Regions from separate parts of the Mus musculus genome. Here region 1 is linked to region 2. Evidence: chromatin contacts called from public Hi-C data. All regions are on one chromosome and are shown on one strand. The core of a region is the stretch at or near the end of the contact, and the rest is flanking DNA. Distances in the headings are between cores, read along the strand shown. Region 1 has its middle 17 kb from the start of Ly6h. Region 2 holds the start of Ly6d (lymphocyte antigen 6 complex, locus D).

Evidence for each region. Hi-C and Micro-C count contacts between places; a contact is called where the count stands out from the background.
Region 1: a Hi-C map of cerebral cortex shows a contact between it and region 2, with 4 times the contacts expected there. A contact is called at or near these places in 1 of 39 promoter capture datasets (hippocampal neurons) and 1 of 484 Hi-C or Micro-C datasets (cerebral cortex).

The regions. Positions count from the first base shown.
Region 1 is chr15:75,548,003-75,552,799 of GRCm38.p6, forward strand. No RefSeq gene overlaps it. Among named protein-coding and RNA genes, the nearest start is that of Ly6h, 17 kb to the right of the region's middle.
Region 2 is chr15:74,760,752-74,765,599 of GRCm38.p6, forward strand. Ly6d (lymphocyte antigen 6 complex, locus D) reads right to left here and starts at 2,816. Exons shown (of 3, transcript NM_010742.1): 1 at 2,758-2,816; 2 at 2,000-2,098; 3 at 1,305-1,837. The coding sequence starts at 2,809. The coding sequence ends at 1,605.

The DNA.
Region 1 (4,797 bases), core at 114-2,613, 790 kb after region 2:
GTGAGATGGCTCAGTGGGTAAGAGCACCCGACTGCTCTTCCAAAGGTCTGGAGTACAAATCCCAGCAACCACATGGTGGCTCACAACCATCTGTAACAAGATCTGACGCCCTCTTCTGGTGTGTCTGAAGACAGCTACAGTGTACTCATATACATTACATGAATAAATAAATAATTAATTAAATAAAATTTTTTAAGAAAGGCTCCTGAAGAGCTAGCTGTTCTTGTCTGAGACTTGACTCTGTGGCTGTTGCCAGGCAGCAGAACCACTCAGTGTCTCTTTGCCTGTGAGTCCTGTGATGGGGGGTGGTGTAAAATGGAAGAACTGGAATGGATGCTCTTTAGAGATCCAAGTGAGACAAGCCCCAAGGGGAATTGTGCCAACAGAAGGGATGTTTCAGAGCTCTGAGATCCCCAGGGCAAGAGTGTAACTCTCCAGTCCTCCTTCCCCGATCCCAGGCTCACCAAGGACCAGTAGTGGAGAAACTGCAGACCTGGCTTCCCAGCCAAGAGGGGCTTACCTGGATAATCCCAGAATCAGTGAATGGCACCCTAGCAACTCTCTTCACTGAGCACCTGGAGCCACTGCTCAGAGGATGTTGCAATGCTGTCTTTATCACCCCATTGTTTCTCGAGAGAAGTGCTGGTTCAATGCTGAAGAGCCCATGAGGGGAGTGTCATGGTCTAGCTCTGGCTCAAGACTCTGTCTGTGCTAATGTCCACATGTGATGGACATCTTGCAGCCTGCTCCAGGTCAGATGTGAGCCAACAAATATGCCAAGAGGATAACACATATGGAAGGAACTCTAGAGCAGCCTCACATGAGTGTACACAACTTAGTGGCTTGGTAGCATTGGTGAGCCACCTGAGGTACACCCACAGAAGCCTTCAGATATTCCTGGGGGCTTTGAGTCTCTACCTAACCCCTCATGTAAGGCTGAACTTGAGCAAGAAGCAGAGCAGGAAGTAGTGCTACGTCTGTGCTTCCTAATGGGGCAGACTGCTCATAGCCATGCAGTGGCTAAAGAAGATCACTTGCCATCCCTCATATGGACACCAGAGGGCCCACTCCTCCAGGAGATGGCTCAGCAGACATAGGGGCCCCCACCACCACTAGTGAAATAGGTCACCTTCAACACCTCCAGGAGAGGGCTGTTGTCCTCCCTTCTCCCAGGGTTATTGGACAATCTGGTTTTCTTAAAGGCCAATAGTAAGAGTGAGATTAGGAAATTATTTGTGTGTTTTGCTGTGTGTGTTTCAGCAGGGCATCGCTGATCAAAGTGACCCCTGGCTGGTTTCTAATAGTGCAAGTCTCAAAACAAAAAGGGGGAAACCTGACTTTTCCACCTCAGCCAGCTGTGCTGAGCATGTTCTCCCAGGGGGTGGGTAGGTGCGAGCGTCCAGAGCACCATAACAACACACAGGAGGTGTCTACACAGTGCCACCTGAAAGTCATCTGCACAATCAAGAAGCAACCCAGATGCTACTGAACAAACCCCCTCAGCACACTGCTCACTGGGAAGAGGGAGCCAGGAGAAAGCCATCCCTGCCAAAAGACAGCAACATCTTGGTGAGCGTCTCCAGGGAAACCGGTGTGGAACTCAGTGCCAAGCAGCACCTGAAACAAACACGTGGAACAAAAAAGAATGTCTAGAAAAGGGCAGGCAAAGCTCGAGCTGAATACCTTACCTTGTTGGGGCTTAAACCAGCAGCCCACTCCTGTCCTTATCACTCAGATATGCCAGAGTTGGTTGAGGTTCCCTGGGCCAAGATAGTGACCAGGCATGCCCAGGTCTAGCCCATAGCTAGGGCACCTTCCAACCTTCCCCAGAGCCCACCCTCCCAGGAAGCTGGCATCTGCATCCAAGAACCCTCTGTCGTCCTCATGTCCCTCTCCAATCTAGAGCCTTAGTGGCCTTGAACACAAGGGTCTAAGTGGCCTCACTGCCCCAGTCCCTCACCTAGTTTTGTTTCTGTTGCTGTGATTAAAAAAAAAAAAAAACAGAACAAACAAACAAAAAACAACAAAGCGACTTAGGAGAGAAAGAGTTGCTTTGATAAAACACCATAGTCCAAAGAAGCATAGGGATGAAGGAGTTTATTTTGGGTTTATGGGTCCAGAGGAATAAGAATCCCAAAAGGCATAGCAGCAAGCAGCAGGCTCTCTGGCAGAAGCAGGAAACAACACATCTCCAGACACATGCAAAACACAGAGAGAAAACTGGAGAGAAGCAGACTAAAAGCTCCCAAAGACACACACACACACACCACACACACACACACACACACACACACACACACACACACACACACACACACACAGAGTGGCATATTGCCTCCTTCGAGGCTGCACCTCCCTACTACCACCTCAAATGTTCCAAAACCTGAGCCTGAGAGGAACAGTTCTCATCAAACCGCCACAAATAGATAATGGATACATAGATGATAGATGGTCAATAGGTAGGAAGGTGGGCAGGTAGATGACAGATAAATGGAGATAGATAGATAGATAGATAGATAGATAGATAGATAGATAGATAACAAATAACAGATAATTGGTAGATGATATATAATTTAATATATACAGAGATAATAATAGATAATTGGCAGAAAGGTTGATAATAAGAGATGAAATGACAGATGGATATATTAATTAATTGATCCTGAACAGATGCTAGATGGAAGAAGGAAATTTTATTAGGTCTAGTCAGGCACAGTAAGCTAAACATTTCATCTCAGCTACCCTGGAGCTGAACAACAAAACAGGAAGATCCCGTTTCAAAAATAATCTTAAGACTGGGGATGTGACTCAGTTGCTAGATTACTTGCTTATTGTGCCTGAAGGCCTGGGTTTAACCTGCAGCAGCACACAACTGGATGTGGTGGTGCAGGCTTGCGATCCCAGCGTTTGGGAGCTGAAGCAGAAGGATCACAACCCTCAGCTATGTAACGACTGGGAGGACGATTCAGCCTACAATTCATGATACATTGTCTCAAAAAACACTGAGTAGAAACCCAGACCAAATCTCTGTTTTATTCCGTTCCTAGTCCCCTCCCACAGGTCTATAAAGCACTGTGGAGTAACTTCTCAGCTGCAGGCTTGTGAATCTTCTGAACCTTCTGTCCACAGTTTGCTTTGCTGACAGTTATCCGTGCTGTGCACACTGTCCTTTGCACCTGGCATGTAGTATTCCACTGTGTGATGACATCACTATTTATTAACACTTTTCTCCTATTGATGGGCCCTTTTCTGGATTTTTTTTTCTCTTATGAACGGCGAAGTTACAAGCATCAAATACATGTCTCTGATACACAACACACTTGGGACATCTTTATTGGGTGATATGCTGGCAAGGAATGGCTTGGTCCTGGGGGACATAATCACTCAGCTTTCCAGAAGGTACTGTGTGTTCCCAGGTGGCTGTACAATTTGTCCCTGACCTGAAAATCCCAGGCAAGGCTACAAATCACATCTTCAACGCATGGCATTGTCAGCTCTCCCAGGTTTGTTAATCCAGCAGGGACAGCTCATGTCTGCAGTTTGTTTCCCTGGCAACTAGTGAAACTGGAGACCTCCATACTGGAGACCTGTTCTGTGACTTGCGGGTGCTGCCAAGCCTCTGCCATTCCCACCAGATCTCTGGTCCTCATCTTCCAGGGGCCGCCAGTTATTTATCAATGTTGCCTTCAATCAGTTACTCTGTCGCCAGTGTCTTTTCTCAGACTGTAAATCATCCTCTTGCTTTCTTTAAGGTTTTGACAAATGAAAGCTTTTAGCTTGTGATTGTCACTAGCTAGCCTTTTGTTATCATTTGCTCTTTTTGTATCTTCTTTTGGAAGTTCACCCTGTGCACAGGTCACAGGGAGGCCCTTCTCCAGCTTCCTTCTTGGCATTTCCTTCCCTTGATCCTGGAATTCATTTTAGTGGGTGATGTGAGGAAGGGATTCAATATCTGGTTCCCCCCTCCAGCTCACTCTCAAAGAGACTCTCATTTTCCCCCTTCCTGTCACGTGGTGTGATGGTTTGTATATGTTTGGCCCAGGGTGTGGCTCCTTTAGGAGGTGTAGCCTTGTTGGAGTAGGTGTGTCACTGTGGGTATGGGCTTTAAGACCCTCATGCTAGCTGCTTGGAAGTCAGTCTTTCACTAGCAGCCTTCAGATGAAGATGTAGAACTCTCAGCTCTGCCTGCACCATGCCTGCTTGGATGTTGTTCTTGGTCCCTTAAGCGGCACTTTTTGCACTGGAGTTTTGACCTGTTAGGATATATACTAAGGTCATTCAATAAAATTTGGGCCTCCCTTCTTAGAATTGGGAACAAAACACCCAGGGAAGGAGTTACAGAGACAAAGTTTGGAGCTGAGATGAAAGGATGGACCATCTAGAGACTACCATCCGATAATCAGCCTCCAAATGCTGACACCATTGCATACACTAGCAAGATTTTGCTGAAAGGACCCTGATATAGCTTTCTCTTGTGAGACTATGCCAGGCCTAGCAAACACAGAAGTGGATGCTCACAGTCAGCTATTGGATGGATCACAGGGCCCCCAATGGAGGAGCTAGAGAAAGTACCCAAGGAGCTGGGGGAGGGGGGTCTGCAACCCTATAAGTGGAACAACAATATGAACTAACCAGTACCCCGCCAGAGCTCATGTCTCTAGCTGCATATGTATCAGAAGATGGCCTAGTCGGCCATCAGTGGAAAGAGAGGCCCATTGGTCATGCAAACGTTATATGCCTCAGTACAGGCGGAACGCCAGGGCCAAGAAGTGGGAATGGGTGGGTGGGGGAGTGGGT
Region 2 (4,848 bases), core at 1,566-4,065:
ATGCCCAGAATACTGCAGAGCACCTGCAGAGAGGAGCGGGAAGTGTTGCGAATGGAATGTGGCTAGCCTGGCAAAGAATTCCCTCCTAACAGGTGTCTTCCGCCGCTTGACTCTGCTGACCACAAGGGGGTGCACTGGCACCAGGCTTGGCCCTCAGCTCCAGGTATGGCAGTCACAGGGAACAGCCACCACACAGCAGCCAATGCAGGGTGTCTCCCGTGTCTCTTAGAAAGTTTCCCAATTTCTTGGGTTGGGGCATGTTCCTTCTTGCCTTTCCCTCCATCTCTCTTGCTCATGGTAGATGAATGTCCTACAGTGTCTGGTAGACAGGGTGGTGGCTCTAGAGCAGACCAGCTTCCATTACAGACAATGGTGGCTGGGCGTGGGAATCTGTGTAAAATATCCCAGGCTCAGCAGATCCAGTCAGCGCCTTGCTCTACGTGAGGACCTGGAGAGGCCCAGAGAAAGAGACTCACTGGGTGGAGGTACCAGGGCTCACCCCAGACCAAGCAGTAGCTTACCTAGACATTGAGGCTTGGTGGCTTAGGGAGTTTCGATCATATGCCACCTCTCACAGCCCTCTTTCGGAAGCAGGGTGTTTAGTCTTCTTTAAGGATCAGGGTGTAAGTGCATAAAGAGAAGAGGGACCCTCACTATACCACTGTCATCTGCAAAGGGCAGGGTTTGCCATATAGGCCCACCTTCGTGGGCATGCAGGATAGTAGCTACAGTGGAACGGGCTAGCCTGCTTAGCAGCAAGGAGGACTGCATGTTTGGATATCTGCTGAATACCTGTACCTTATCCAACCACACGGCCTCACCCTATTCAGGAAACTACAGAAATCTAAGTAGCACCCAGGGCCTAGGCAGCATCAGGAACCTATTTCATGGGAAAGCAAGCAGTGGGCCTAGATAGACGGTCTCTAGGGCTGTACTCTGCTTAGGGCCCTTCTAGTCTGCATCTCGTCAGCTGGTACTGAGTCACACCTCCCACCCCAACATACATTCATCTGGAAGAGTCCCTAAGGAGTGAGTGAGGTCCTGGTAGCTGGACTCACCTTGGACCTTGGCTATGTGCAGTGCCCTTGAAACTCTATGAGGAACCTTGGGGAAACAATCTCAGGGTTGAGGCCTGGGTACACTGTCCTTCCTCCCCACATGGGACTTGGAGAGAGTTTGCCCCTTCCAAGATGGAGGTGCCTTTCAGGTCCAGTGCCAGGAGCTACTGCATGCTGCCCAGGCTTGCCCAGGGTAACATGTACCAGAAAACTTACTATCCCACTCACGACTCCACACAGCCACAGTATTGTTAGATCATTTATTTCCAAGTAGAAAAAAAATAACTGGAACAAGTACAAAATCAGAGGGGTGGAAGCATGTCTGTCCCCCATCTTCCATGCTGGGACACAAGCCACATCTTCCTGTCCTGGGGGAGGCACTGTGCTATATATGTCATCAGCTCTTGGTGCCCACCAAGACCCAGCCCCAGCCTTGAAGGGTATCCCCCAGCCTTAGCGCCTGGTGCCTCCATCATGGCTAAAGCATGGGCCGTGGGGACACTGACGACTAGAAGGGAAGGGGCAAGGGAAATTCCAAGCAGTACATTACAGGCAGAGAGCCATAACAGTGAGCAGGCTGAGGCTCGTTGCCAGGCCCAGGGTGACACTGCTGAGCAGGGCATGTCCAGGTGCAGCGCTGACCAGCCTCTCGTTGCATAGGTCAGTCTGGCAGCATTGTGTGACCTCGGAACCACTGCTGACATGGCCCTGCTGGCTGTAGTCGGAGGTGCATGAGTTTGCACACTCTTTCCTCACCAGGTTCCCATTCAGAGGCTCCACTGCACACAGAAAGGAAAAGGGCATCAGGCCTGACTTAGTGTACCCTGGCTCCCACCGAGCATCACCCACTCTTGACCACCACTTTCACCACGACTGGCCCATTCCCAGGATCAAGCCTAGGGCTGATCTCTTGGCCCTGAGGGACTTGGGCTGCCACTCACCTGAGGTGACGGTTTTGCAGAAGTAGAAGTTGGACGGGCAGACCTGAGGGTTCTTACAGTTGGCACTGTTGGTGCACACGTGACATCGAAGTGCCCAGGCTGAAGGATGAGGGTTATTGAGTCAGTCAAGTAAAGGTCTTTGCCCCAACCAGAGCCTTCGGAATTTGTCACCCTAACCTCTGCCCCAGATGCCACAAAGCTCGTGCCTGTGTTTGGCTCAGAGGGTGTCTAGATATTCCTTAAAGCCCTAGAGAGGACATTCTAGTCAGTGCCACCCCTGGGCAGAGGTGAGAAAGCAGAGGGAGTACGGAGAAGAGAGACTTTTCAAGAACCTCAGGAGATTCCTGGTCTTTGCTAAGTGTCCTCCACACCAAAGGTCTGAATTCTGAAGAGCCCGGAGAAAGAGGGACTTGACCACCCTAGTGTTGCCCAGGACAGATAAGAGGTGGCAAAGGCAGTAAGGGAAACCTCTCAAGATATCTCCAGCTCTCCTCTCTCTCAAAATGCCCCTTTTCTAAGAGTTAGTGCAAAAATTGCCTGATTCTGAAATAGTGTGATTTTAAGATCCGGTGAGTTAAGATATCAAACTCATTTTGTTTTAAATGTTAAGAGCCAAGCACCCCTAGCGTTCTCCGAGCCTAAATTCCATCTTCCCTCATTTGATGACATTCTGTCAAGCCCAGCCTGCCTAGGGATGAGTGTCTAGCATCTAGACAAAGCTATCCACCCCTTCCCAGCCCCCAAGTGCAGCCGCTCACCTGGGCTAGTGGCCACAGCCAAGACAAGGAGGACGAGCAGAGCTGTCTTCATCCTAAACATCATCTGGAAGCACTGGGGACCCTTTCTCTCCCCAGATCTTATAGATGAGACAGGAGCTGTGGGAGGATCGAGGGCAGGCCAGAAAGCAGCATGCAAATCAGGTCCACCCCACCCTTCCTGGCCCCATGCCCTCAGTACAGGCTTGGCTTCTGCCACCTGGAGGGACTGGAGTGCCTGGTCCCCTCAGCCCCGCAGCCTTCCTGAGCAGGGTTGGCTGTGGTCAGAAGCCTGGCAGACCATTCTGGTTCTTGCTCCAGACACTGGATGCTGTTGAGTCTCCATCCCTCCTGCTGTTGTCTCTGCCGCTCTCTCTGGCTCTCCGTTTCCTTGTGGATTGCGTGCCTGTACCTGGGTCACCTTGTCTTTGCCTTTCTGTTTCTGTCTGTTACTCTCGGCATCTAATCACCACTGGGTAACTCTTTCAGTCACAGCCTATGCTGGAAGTCTCAATACCTACAGGTTGGGAGGCGCAGAGCACCTTCTTCTGCTCTGGGCTCAGTGCATCGTTGACCCAGTGGGGACTTGGATCAAGGACCCAACCCCAGGGGAAACAAATGGTCCTTGTGGAGGTGACTGTGGGGTCAGGAGAGAGAAGTGAGTCTCTGTGTGTGCTGGGTATGGCCAGGTTAGGGCTATGAAGATCCCAGATCAAGTGAAGCAAAGCTATGGCTACTTGTTGGGGTCAGCGGACAAGTGTCCTTAGAACTTTCATGTGGTTCTTCTTGAGGCAGGTTTTGGACTTGGCAGGACCTGGAATCTGGAAGTCACTTGGATAAGAGCCCCTGGAGAAGGTCCAGCTCTGTCCCAAGCCTTCCCCTGTGTTGCTAGGTAATATCTGCCTCCCCTGGATTTGCTTATGGCACCTGGAAGGCCACAGGAAAGGCCTGAAATTCAGGGTCCCTGCTTCCTTGGAAAGGCCCGTACAGCTCCAGCCCCTCTTCCCTGAATACATCAGACATAGGGAGAATGAGTGGGCAGAGGGATAGGAGGGTGGTTCTGAGCCTTGGGAACAGAACTTGGGACTCCGTGACAGGGCGGTGACAGAAGAGTTGGCAAACAGGGGAAGATGAGTCATTGGAAAACTGCTGGAAAAACAGGTTTGGAGCTACTCCTGGGCTCAGTGGAGTTCTGGGGTCTGGGAATGAAGGGCAGACAAGAAATGGGGAGTCTGGGCCTGAGATTGAGAGCAGGGTGCAACAGGCTTCACACTTACACCCTGGGTAGGAGGATGTATCGGCATGCTTGCTTGCTCCCAGGGACCTCAGCCTTCATGTTGGGTCTTGGATCTGTGAGATCCATGGTGAGAAGGGTCTTTGTCCTTGGAAGATCTGCTAGGAGGATGTGTCAGCTGTCTGTTCCCAGCTGTGCTCTATAGAAGTATAAAAGAGCCACATACTAAATTTGTCCTTAGAAGACTCTGTGATTCCGGTGGCAGGAGCACTTGTGGGTATTGAGGCACTCAACAAGGGTCCTGTTGGAGGTGGCCAGGCTGGAACTTGGAGGCAGTTACACATAGAATGGGCACAGGCACCATCAGTTCCCTCACTGTCTGCTGTCCGTACCCACTTCATGCGGAGCCACTGCTTTGAGAACATGGGCCCTCTAGGTCCTGGTTCACAGCTTCCGGGGTCTGGGGCTGAGATCTAATTTCCCCCTTGGAGATGTTGGCAGAAGAATATTGCCCAAGAAGTGGGATGAATGGGACACAGGGCAGGGAACACTATTGTCTGCCCCTCAGACTTGGCTGTTCCCTTATCTCAGCAGGACTGGCCAGGAAGTTGAGAGACAAGCCTGGACTTCTGTCTGGCGCAGAGGTCACCCTGCTCATGTCTCTCCCCCTTGCATTCGTGGCTGAGACACAGAGATAACAAGAACCACGTGAGCGGCTCAGAAGAAAGGCATATGGGTGAAGAAAGAGCAACAGATCACCACAGCTCTTCTGAAAGTACAGTCCAGGGGTCTTTCCGGGCCTGAAGAGGGCACTCAGTAGACAGGTCAGATCCCTAGGCTGAAGGTATTCAAACACCTTG